2 separate regions of the Xenopus tropicalis genome follow, and region 2 is linked to region 1. Evidence: chromatin contacts called from public Hi-C data. All regions are on one chromosome and are shown on one strand. The core of a region is the stretch at or near the end of the contact, and the rest is flanking DNA. Distances in the headings are between cores, read along the strand shown. Region 1 holds the start of lamtor5 (late endosomal/lysosomal adaptor, MAPK and MTOR activator 5). Region 2 overlaps ggnbp2 (gametogenetin binding protein 2).

What was found. A called contact is a pair of places that touch in the nucleus more often than the background predicts.
Region 2: a Hi-C map of liver shows a contact between it and region 1, with 4 times the contacts expected there. The contact joins the enhancer-like site here to the promoter of lamtor5 in region 1. A contact is called at or near these places in 5 of 5 Hi-C or Micro-C datasets (brain, gastrula embryo, liver and 2 more).

What each region holds. Positions count from the first base shown.
Region 1 is chr2:72,306,818-72,312,025 of UCB_Xtro_10.0, forward strand. It overlaps lamtor5 (late endosomal/lysosomal adaptor, MAPK and MTOR activator 5), which reads right to left and starts at 2,200. Exons shown (of 4, transcript NM_001113873.1): 1 at 2,074-2,200; 2 at 1-40. The coding sequence starts at 2,108.
Region 2 is chr2:72,432,710-72,437,917 of UCB_Xtro_10.0, forward strand. ggnbp2 (gametogenetin binding protein 2) reads right to left here. Exons shown (of 13, transcript NM_001006808.1): 5 at 4,520-4,633. Among named protein-coding and RNA genes, the nearest start is that of ggnbp2, 13 kb to the right of the region's middle. Within about 2 kb of position 2,027, at least 3 of the 11 cell types and tissues checked have an H3K27ac peak or open chromatin away from gene starts, as enhancers often do. A contact at or near this core is called in liver, where this site is marked.

The DNA.
Region 1 (5,208 bases), core at 950-3,449:
ATCTGTACACAGAACTCCAACAATTGATGGATTTTTCATTCTGAAAAAGTAAGGAACGGCAAAACACTTGTGTCAAGATACCAAACAAATACTGGTTACCTATCTGAAAGCTATTTCAGCTATATCATCTCTACTAGTTCATAGGATATTATAGATATAGATTATTATAGATTAACCAAACAAATTTAAAAAGTGATAGAGTGGCCATAGCTGCCATTTTGTCCTTATAGTCAGGGGAAAAGAAAGATGATGTTGCAAAGTTTAGACAATTAGTCAGTCTCTGATGTTTCTTGTGTCAGTATTAAACAACACAACTTTTCTCAGAAATATATATATACTTCCAAATAGATGCCGGCACTCACTCACTCAGGTCCAAAAATTATTGAATATACTGGAGGAAGTGTCAGTACTCGCAGGACTTGTTGTTTTATTATATAGGAGACTAAAATTTCGGCTAGCACTCTAGCCTTTATCAAAGTGGTGAATACAACAAACTCAGTGTCTAAAAAGCACACAGTGGTGGGAAAAAGTGGAGATGACGTAATCCTACGTTACCAGACAGAGATCAAAATTATATCAAAAATAAATAATAACAAAAATTATATAGACAGGCAATAAAAAAAGAATACTAAATGGACAAAATAGAAAGTACAAGAGAATAACCACAAGGTCTAAGAAGAGTAACACTTTTTATGAAGCTAGATGTCAGGGATGTACCGTGAAAGTCAGAATATTAGAGTAAAATAGTCAGAAATATAATCAAGTGTTTAAATAAAGTTGAATCTTGGTTAAGGAATCAATAATATGTGATCGCACTGTGGGCAGATCGATCTGTGCAACCCGTTTATTAAACACCTCTATACAGATCATGCACTAGAAAATACTCACTAGCAGAGGATCAAGACCATGAATGTATTTGTTAAGTAAAATTCCAGGTGTAGAGTCAAACAAGGAAGCCACATGGTTGTGTGTCTGCTTGGACACAAACACACATCTATATATACACTTATTTACAGACCTATATGTACACACGTGTTGTTGCACATATACACATACAATTACACACATATTGATGCACATATATACACATGTGCACCTAAATATTTACTTATATATGTGTCTATATGTGCACATATATAAGCACTTTCATACACACATACGCATGTATATATGAGCACCTATGCACGCACCAATGAATACAGATATATATATATATATATATATACACACAATTGCAATAAAGGTTAGCACTCACAGGACTTTGGTTAATATTCACCAAAAAAGTTTTTTAGCAATATCTTACATGGTTTTTATTAATCCGACGTTTCAGCTCCACACAAGAGCCAGTATGCCTGACTCCATCAAAACATGCACAGCCCCCATCCCTTTCAGTTATGCCACTTTGCCCACCTACACAACTCCACTCCATCATCCTCCTCACATAACCTACCTGCCAGCCACTTGTGCCATTTCCTTACACATAACTGCATGGCCACCTCTGCCACCCAATTCACCTACACAGTTTCATGAGCCTTCTCACCCCCAATAAGGATTTACATGCAGTTAACTCATGACTCCCCAAACCTCCATGCCTGATATTGCACTGCTTCCTCCTAACAAAAACTCCAAGGCCTCCTCTGCTTTTCGAGTAAACCCCTCCAACAACTTCCTTGCAATTAATCTGTGCATCCGAATTTACATCCCCTCTTCAACTGCCTACCCGCCTAACAGCAACAACATGGTCGTTACCTTGTGTAACTAATAGCTCACACTTATGCTTATACCCCCTCCCCCAGATGCCCCAGTCTCCGAATGAACAGTGACAGTGTTCACCGCTTCCTCCCCCCACGATTTCCTCTCCTGAGTGAGATCACGCATGTAGGAATGATTAAAAATAAGAGAATCTGAACTATTACCAGCAAACTTAAAGACACGTTACGAAATTCAAGTTCTGAAGTGCATTTCTGTCTGTTTGAATTATTTCTGTTCTTTCGCTTTAAATGTCCTGATTTTACTAATTGAAAAAAACCAATTAATTTTATTTTCCTTAGTATGTGTTTACAGAGCACTCACGTATCTTCCAAATGCTGCTCCAGAGCCGCTTCCATAGCTGAGTCTCTTCTTCCTGTCAAAAAAACCTTAAAGCAGTTCCTCTTCCGGGTGTTTGCTCATGTGACCCTCCCGGTCAGCTGACTGTTAGACAGAAGGTGGGGCTAATGGGAGTTTTCGTTTGCAGTATTTGAAGCTCTGGCGCTATTAAGAAAAATCAATGAATGAAAAATACTATTAATATGCTTTGGCTTAATGGTGGTTCCGCTACAATGCACAATGCTTCATACAAAGCTAACATACTCTGAGAATAGGTTTCTTGATTACTGTTTTTACTGGCCTGACAGTAGGATTCTTGTCCATTTTGGTTTCTTGACTTCCTTTTGCAATTTAGTGTTTACAGAGGGTTAACTGACTTTGGGTGTCACGTGGGTTAATGTCCAGAGTGAATTTTACACCCAGTTCCATGGAGCTCTAGATTTGTTACTGCACATGACGTTGTTTCTTCTCCCAAATGGATGTGGTGGGCTTCAATCAAAGGAAATAAAATATTTCTAAAATATATATTAAAGGGTTTGTTCACCTTAGTTAAGTTAAGTGGCTATTGATAAACATAACCACAGAGTTTGTGAATGTGGTAAGAACTGAAAGCTCTACTGGGGCAAGGACAGATGTAAATTCCCCCTACTACTACCTGCCCAATCCTTAACTTGCATGTTATTCCTCACCTCATGCTGGATTGTTTATTAGGCCTAGGGTGCAGAGTGCAACCAGAAGCTTGACAGAAGTGGTCTTTTGAATGAGAAACTAAGAGTTATGCTATTGGACTTATGTCCGGGTCATATAAAAATGATCACTATTCACTTTCAATTCTTGTGCCACTCGGCACAAATGGTGGTTTTTGCCAGACTGTTCAATAAAAAACAGGAGAGGGTGCCCTTGCATAGAGTAGCATGCATTTATTCTAACAGGATGCTCCCACAGTTAAGGGTATGGGCCCAAACGGCTTAGTGTCAAGATTTTTCAATATTTTACGAGAAAACCCATCCTATACTAGCATATGGGAAAACACAGATACAGTTACATTCTTTACATAAGCTCACATTGCAGTCACGCTGTAATAGGGTAAAACACTACAATACTCTAGGCTGCTACAAGCTTATCTCTCTCTTGAACACTAAAGGTGGCCATACACAGGCTGATTGTAGCTGCCGGATATTGGTCCCTTGGACTGATTCGGCAGCTTATCGGCCCGTGTAGGGGCAGCAACGACTGCCTGCCCGACTGATAGCTGGCCTAAAATTGCCAGATATAGATCGGCAGGTTAAAAAATTCAGTTGGATCGGCGACCGTATCGGCTCGTTGATGTGGTCCCCCAACCGACTGGCTCCCCAGGGCCAAATGACCGAATTAACCTAAATTCCCCCGATATCGCCACCTGTTGATGGGGATATCGGGAGAAGGGACCTCGAAAGGCGAGCGGATCTTTAAGTATGGCCACCTTAAACATTTGTTTGTGGAAAAGGAGCAAGGCAACAAACAATTTAAATGTTCTGTTTTACAGAAATTACACAGGTAAATGAAATATAATTACATAAGTACTAGATATAACCAGCAGATGGTGCTATTGCTTAAAATTTTACTAAGAGCAACTTTACTTCGCTTTTTTTGAGGCTCTCAAACAAACGAATGTAATGTTACTATATTTCGTTTAGGCTTATGGCCCACGAGGAAGCTTTGCGCGACTTCGGAAAGCTGAAGCTATGTGTAGGCCTTTCCACAGGTAACTCCTACTGTTGCCGGTGGAAAGACATTTCTGACATTTCTCATGTTAAATCATCTTGCCGATGATTTATTATTGATCATTCAAAATGTTAATAACTCGCTTTAAGAAATCTTTATTTTTTTACATGATTGTGGTTCATTTTTGGAGGTACAAAATTAACGCTCACAAGACTGAAACTAGAAAGGGAAGTTTGAGAATAAACTTCATGTTGGTTTGAAAAACATAAAGTCACTGAATGAAATCTGATATGTTGTTGACTTGGTCCACTTTTTCTAACCTTGGACCCACAGTTATATAGTAAAAAACACTCTGCAAAGTTTGGAGACCCTGGTTTTAATAGTGTCTAAATGGCAGCAATTTAAATTTCCCCACTGAAAGTCAACAAGTGACATCTGATTGGCGGTTGGTGGCTCTGCCCATTTGTTCTAATCTGGAACTGCAGTTACCCAGTGACTAACTCTGCAAAGTTTAGGGACCCTAGGATTAATAGTTACAGAACGGCAGCAGTTTAAATTTAAACCAATAAAAGTCAATAGGTGAATTGTAAATGGTGGTTGGTGGGTGTGCCCGCTTTTTCTAACCTTTAGTCAAAGTCACCCAGTGACTAACAGTGGGCACCTTGGCATAAATAGTGTGAGAATGGCAGCATTTTAAATTGAAACCAATAAAATTCAATGGATGAACTGTGATTGACTATTAGTGGCCCAACCCAGTTTTGCTATTTTTGAACTGCAGTCTCCAATGACCAACTTTGCAAAGTTTGGGGACATAAAAATTGTGGGACTGCATTTTACACTTCACCATTGAAAATCAATAGGTAAAATCTGATTGGCTGTTGGTGACCCTGCCCACTTAAAAAAAAACAAAATACGTATACAAAACTTGAATACGTAGTCACCAAGTGACTGACAGTGCAAAGTTTGGGAAGCCTGGCATTAAACCAATAAAATTCAATAGGTGAAATTTGATTGGCTGCTGGTGGCTCCGCCCAATGGAGCCTAACTCTGCAAAGTTTGGGGACCCGTCGTTATTACTGTGAGAATGGCAGCAGGTTGAATTTTGGCCAAGTCAATAGGTAAAATCTGATTGGCTTTTCACAGCTCCGCCCACTTTCGGGCATCCAACAATCATCATATTTTCATTCAGGCTGACCCCATGACTATGTGATTCAAGTTTGGGGAGTGTAGCCTCAAATCTGTAAGACTGGCAGCAGATTCAATTTCCCCATTAAAGTCAATGGGTGAAATTTGATTGGCTGTTGTTGGCCCCTCCCATTTTGGGTCATCCAACAAATGTTTCCGTTTCATTCGGAGTGACCCCATTATTATATTATTTAAGTTTGTGGGCTGTAGCTTCAAAGTTGTAAGAGTGGC
Region 2 (5,208 bases), core at 777-3,276, 130 kb after region 1:
TTGAAGGTGCCTGCAATAGAAGCTTGGCAGAGCATCACTAGAGAAGATTCTCAGCACCTGGTGGTGATATCAATGAATCACAGGCTTCAAGCAGTCATTGCATTCAAGGGATATGCAACAAAGTACTAAACATGACTGTTTTAATATACTTACCATTACTTAGTCCCCCTCATTTCAGGGCACCATGTTCGGGACAATGTATAAGTGTTAATTTCTACACGGTGAAACAAATGTATGCAGAGAACTTTAAACTGAAATCTGGAATGTGCACTTTAACCATGTCTGAATTGTTTAATTTGAAATCTTACACGGAGGAGCAGAGGGGTAACGAAAAACGTGTCTTTGCCCCAAACATTATGTAGGGCACTGTAAATGCTACTGAAACCAGTATCAGTCTGGCTGTATCGGCCTGTGTAGGGGCAGAAACGAGGGGCCTGCCTAAAATTGGTCGGATATCGATCGGCCAGGTTAGAAAATTCAGTTGGATCGGGGACCGCATCGGCTCGTTGATGCGGTCCCCGAATCTCAACATGAATGGGGACCTTCAGACTTAACAATGTTGAAAATCTGCTGATAAAGAGAACTACACTGACCCAGGGAAGAATAAAAGGATTAAACAATAATACTTCATTCAATTGCAACTATATATTGCAAATGTTGTAAAAGCCATTTCTCTTTACCGTAAATACCTGTTAAAACTTGGCTTCCGGTCATTTGTAAAAAGGCGATACAGCGATGCAGGGGAAGCATCCACTATGCGATGATCGATTAATCGACCCTAGCCTTCCTTCCGAATAGGAAGGAGTCAGGCTAGGGTCGATCAATCGATCGCCGCATAGTGGATGCTTCCCCTGCATCGCCGTATCGCCTTTTTTTCAAATGACTGGAAGCCAAGTTTTAACAGGTATTTTCTAATAAAGCATTCAAAATACTAAATGGTTTGCAGGATAGGGCAATTATTGGGGCAGGGGAGAATAGAGCTTTTACTTAAAAATTTTTAGTGTTACTTTTCCTTTAAGTGAATGCAAGAGAATTCTAGGGTATTAAAGAAACCGTAACACCAAAAAACGAAAGTGTATAAAAGTAATAATATAATGTACTGTTGCCCTGCATTGCTACAACTGGTGTGTTTGCCTCAGAAAGACTACTATAGTTTATATAAGTTAGCTGCTGTGTAGCCATGGGGGCAGCCATTCAAATGACGAGAAAAGGCACAGGTTACTTAGCAGATAACAGATAAACCCCCATTATATGGGGCTTATCTACTAGTTATCTGCTATGTAACCTGTGCCTTTTCTCCTTTTTTCCAGCTTGAATGGCTGCCCCCATGGCTACACAGCAGCTTATTTATATAGTAGCTTTTTTGTAGCAAAAACACCAGGTTTTTGCAGAGCAACAGCACATTATATTTTAATTACTTTAAAACACTTTAATTTTTTGATGTTACTGTTCCTTTAAGAAGGGTGGGATAAATGTTAACAGTTGATCAAAATCCAACCCACAGTACAGGTATAGCATTCATTATCCGGAAACACATTATGCAGAAAGTTTCAAATTACAGAAAGGCCATCTCCCATAGAATCCATTATAAGCAAATAATTCTCATTTTTAAAAATGATTTTCTTTATCTCTGTAATAACAGTACCTTGTACTTGATCCCAACTAAGATATAATTAATCCTTATTGGAATGAAAACCATTCAATTGGGTTTATTTAATATTTAAATGATTTTTATGGAGATCCAAATTACGGAAAGATCCCATATACGGAAAACCCCAGGTCCCAAGCATTCTGGATGACAGGTCCCATACCTGTACTTTTAATACATATACTTTTATTACAATTACTGATGTTTGGGAAAATAATTCATCTCTGGATTACCAGAGAGTTGACCATTGTTTAAAGCAGCTCATGGTGCATGGATTCTTTAAAATAAGACACTTCTCTTTTCTCACAATAGACTACTGTTCTTTTCCTCTCAGCTTTCTCTTCTTCGCTTTCAGCGTGACAGGACAAATTGTTTGTAAAGCAATGCCTCCTACCTGTCAAAGCTGAGAACTGCACATAGCAGACAAGTAAAACAGTGCTCCCTATTCACTAAAGCGCTAAGAGAAATTACAGAATTCAAAAGAAGCCATTGGTTTTTTTGTGTCATTATCAGGCCGTAAGCTGCTCTGTTTTAACAGAAAATGCATCTCTATTTCCAGTTGTACGTAAAAGAGAAGTAAAACACGTAACAACTTTATTCAAAGTTGTAAAGAAGGAAGGACAAGAAATAATTCTGAAGGTACAGGAATCAAACGGATCAAGGACTCTAGTAGAATAATACACCAGAACAAGTCAGCCTTGCACAGAACAAAATTCCAGAAAGGACAGAGACTAGTATGTTCCCATGGCAGGTTGTGTGCAGTTGATCAGGTAAAAGTCACAGTAGTTAGGACAAAGTTAGCCCTTGAATTGCTGTAATAACACAGAGGGGTGTATTTATTAACATTGGAGACATAACCTTTGATGTTTCCCATAGCAACCAATCAGATCTTTGCTTTTGTTTCCTAACTTCTAGGTGACCGTTCAATTCTAATTGCTGATTGGTTGTGGACAACATCACCAGTGTATATCAGTGTATACCAATGTAAATAAATATACCCTAGAATGTAGGATAACATTGAACAGAATTGTCAGAATCAAGACGAAACATGTTGGGCTATCGGGCTATCAACTTAGATTTTATTATTTGAGATGCTGACTGTGCAATATATTTTAATTAAAAGTGTATATAATTGATTTTATACTATGGGAGTGCGTCCCTGTCTTCTCTTTTGAGTGGATAGTATGAACCTTAGTAAGTCACAGTAACTGCAGTACAGCAGCTCTAAGGGGCAGGGACCTCCATTCTCTTGTGTCTTTGACTCTTAACTTATTGCAACTGTATCTTGTATTTATTGTTATACTGTGTATTTATCTATTATTATCTTAATGTATCCTACTGTATAGCGCTGCGTACATAAGATCTCGGAAGCAAACCCAGCTTTCTGACACTGGGCTCTACAGTGCGACCCAAAATCCTTTGGTAATCCTCAGATTTCATGATGCCTTGCACACATTCAAGGCACCCAGTGCTAGAGGCAGCAAAACAACCCCAAAACATCATTGAACCTCCACCATATTTCACTGTAGGTACTGTATTCTTTGCTTATAGGCCTCATTCAGTTTTCGGTAGAATGATGTGCTGTACCAAAAAGCTCTATCTTGGTCTCATCTGTCCACAAGATGTTTTCCCAGAAGGATTACTCAAGTACATTTTGGCAAACTGCAGTCTTGCTTTTTTATGTCTCTGTGTCAGCAGTGGGGTCCTCCTGGGTCTCCTGCCATAGAGTTTCATTTTCATTTAAATGTCGACGGATAGTTCGCGCTGACACTGATGCTGCCTGAGCCTGCAGGACAGCTTGAATTTCTTTGGAACTTGTTTGGGGCTGCTTATTCACCATATGGACTATCCTGCGTTGCAACCTTTCATCGTTTTTTCTCTTCCGTCCAAGCACAGGAAGATTAGCTACAGTGCCATGGGTTGCAAACTTCTTGATAATGTTGCGCACTGTGGACAAAGGCAAATCTAGATCTCTGGAGATGGACTTGTAACCTTGAGATTGTTGATATTTTTCCACAATTTTGGTTCTCAAGTCCTCAGACAGTTCTCTTCTCCTCTTTCTGTTGTCCATGCTTAGTGTGGCACAAACAGACACACAATGCAAAGACTAAGTGAACTTCTCTCCTTTTTATCTGATTTCAGGTGTGATCTTTATATTGCCTACACCTATTACTTGCCCCAGGTGAGTTTAAAGGAGCAACACATGTTTGAAACAATCTTACTTATCCACAATTTTGAAAGGGTGCCAATAATTTTGTCCAGTCCATTTTTGGAGTTTTATGTGACATTATGTCCAATTTGCATTTTTCCTCCCTTTTTTGTTCTGTTCCAATACACACAAAGGGAATAAACATGTGTATAGCAAAACATGTGTTACTGCAATACTTTTCTGTGAGAAATACTTGATTTTCTGGAAAATTGTCTGGAGTGCCAACAATTTCAGCCATGACTGTACATACATCCCTGTACTTTACAAGGGAGCTATTCTAAGGTAGACATAACCATGAAATGGCCTTATCTTAGAATTGTAGAGTATAAATTATCATTTAAAACTTAGATTATATATGTGCTCTAAAGTGCAACAAAATAAGGATTTTAGAGCCTAAAATAAAGACTGGCAGCTGGAGAGAAGTTGTGCAAGGTTAATCACAGGAACAAAGAACACAGTTGTGTTGCAGAAAAGTAGCTGAACAAAATATATTTGTTTTCATACCCTTCAAGAGGGCTTGTGGAATTCAAGGGTCTTCATGTAGGGGAGAATACATCTAACAATCCTACTGCCATCTGATGATTTTGGAATTATTTGGAAAATCCTGATACAAAGACAATAATGCATTTGGCTTGTTCTTCATAAATAATTTTAGAACTTACCTGTGCTTTTGAAGATAATTTTCTAGGGTTTCCAAAAGACAGTTTGAATCAATTAATGCTACTTCATCACGGCATTCCGGGGACATAACCTCCCAAACATCCATCCAGTGACCTCTGAATGAGACATCAGTACATTTGCATGCATTACCACAGAATAAACAAATATTCTAAGCCTATTGTTTAAACGGGCCAGAGTTTCTAGATACATTAAATAATATAAAGTAAAGGCAAGGTTGGGAGCCAGAGATAAACTGCTCATCAGATTACAGATACAGCACAAGCATAAAAAAAAACAAAAACATAAAATTAGTTAAAAAGGAAAGAGTAAGAATTTTGACACCCACCATGTGGCTGACCATGCAAAGAGAGATTAGAGGGGATATTTATGATGACCTAGGACATAAGTGCTTGAGAACTATGAGGTTACATATCTCGTGGGGTGTTATGGGCATGCATTTACTTGCCCTACCCTCATGATGACAGCATGAGCAAATATGTAGCACAATGTAAAACTTTGTGGCTTGAGTCTGTTTTTTGATTTTGCACCCTGCCTAGTCTTCAGTAAATAAGGCCTCTTATACTTTGGCAAGGTCTTTAAACAAGTGGACCGTTGCATGATTTGGCCACACAAGTGAAAGCCAAATTAGACAGAACCAACGCAAACTCGTTCACAGTCCCACTCTGAGAGG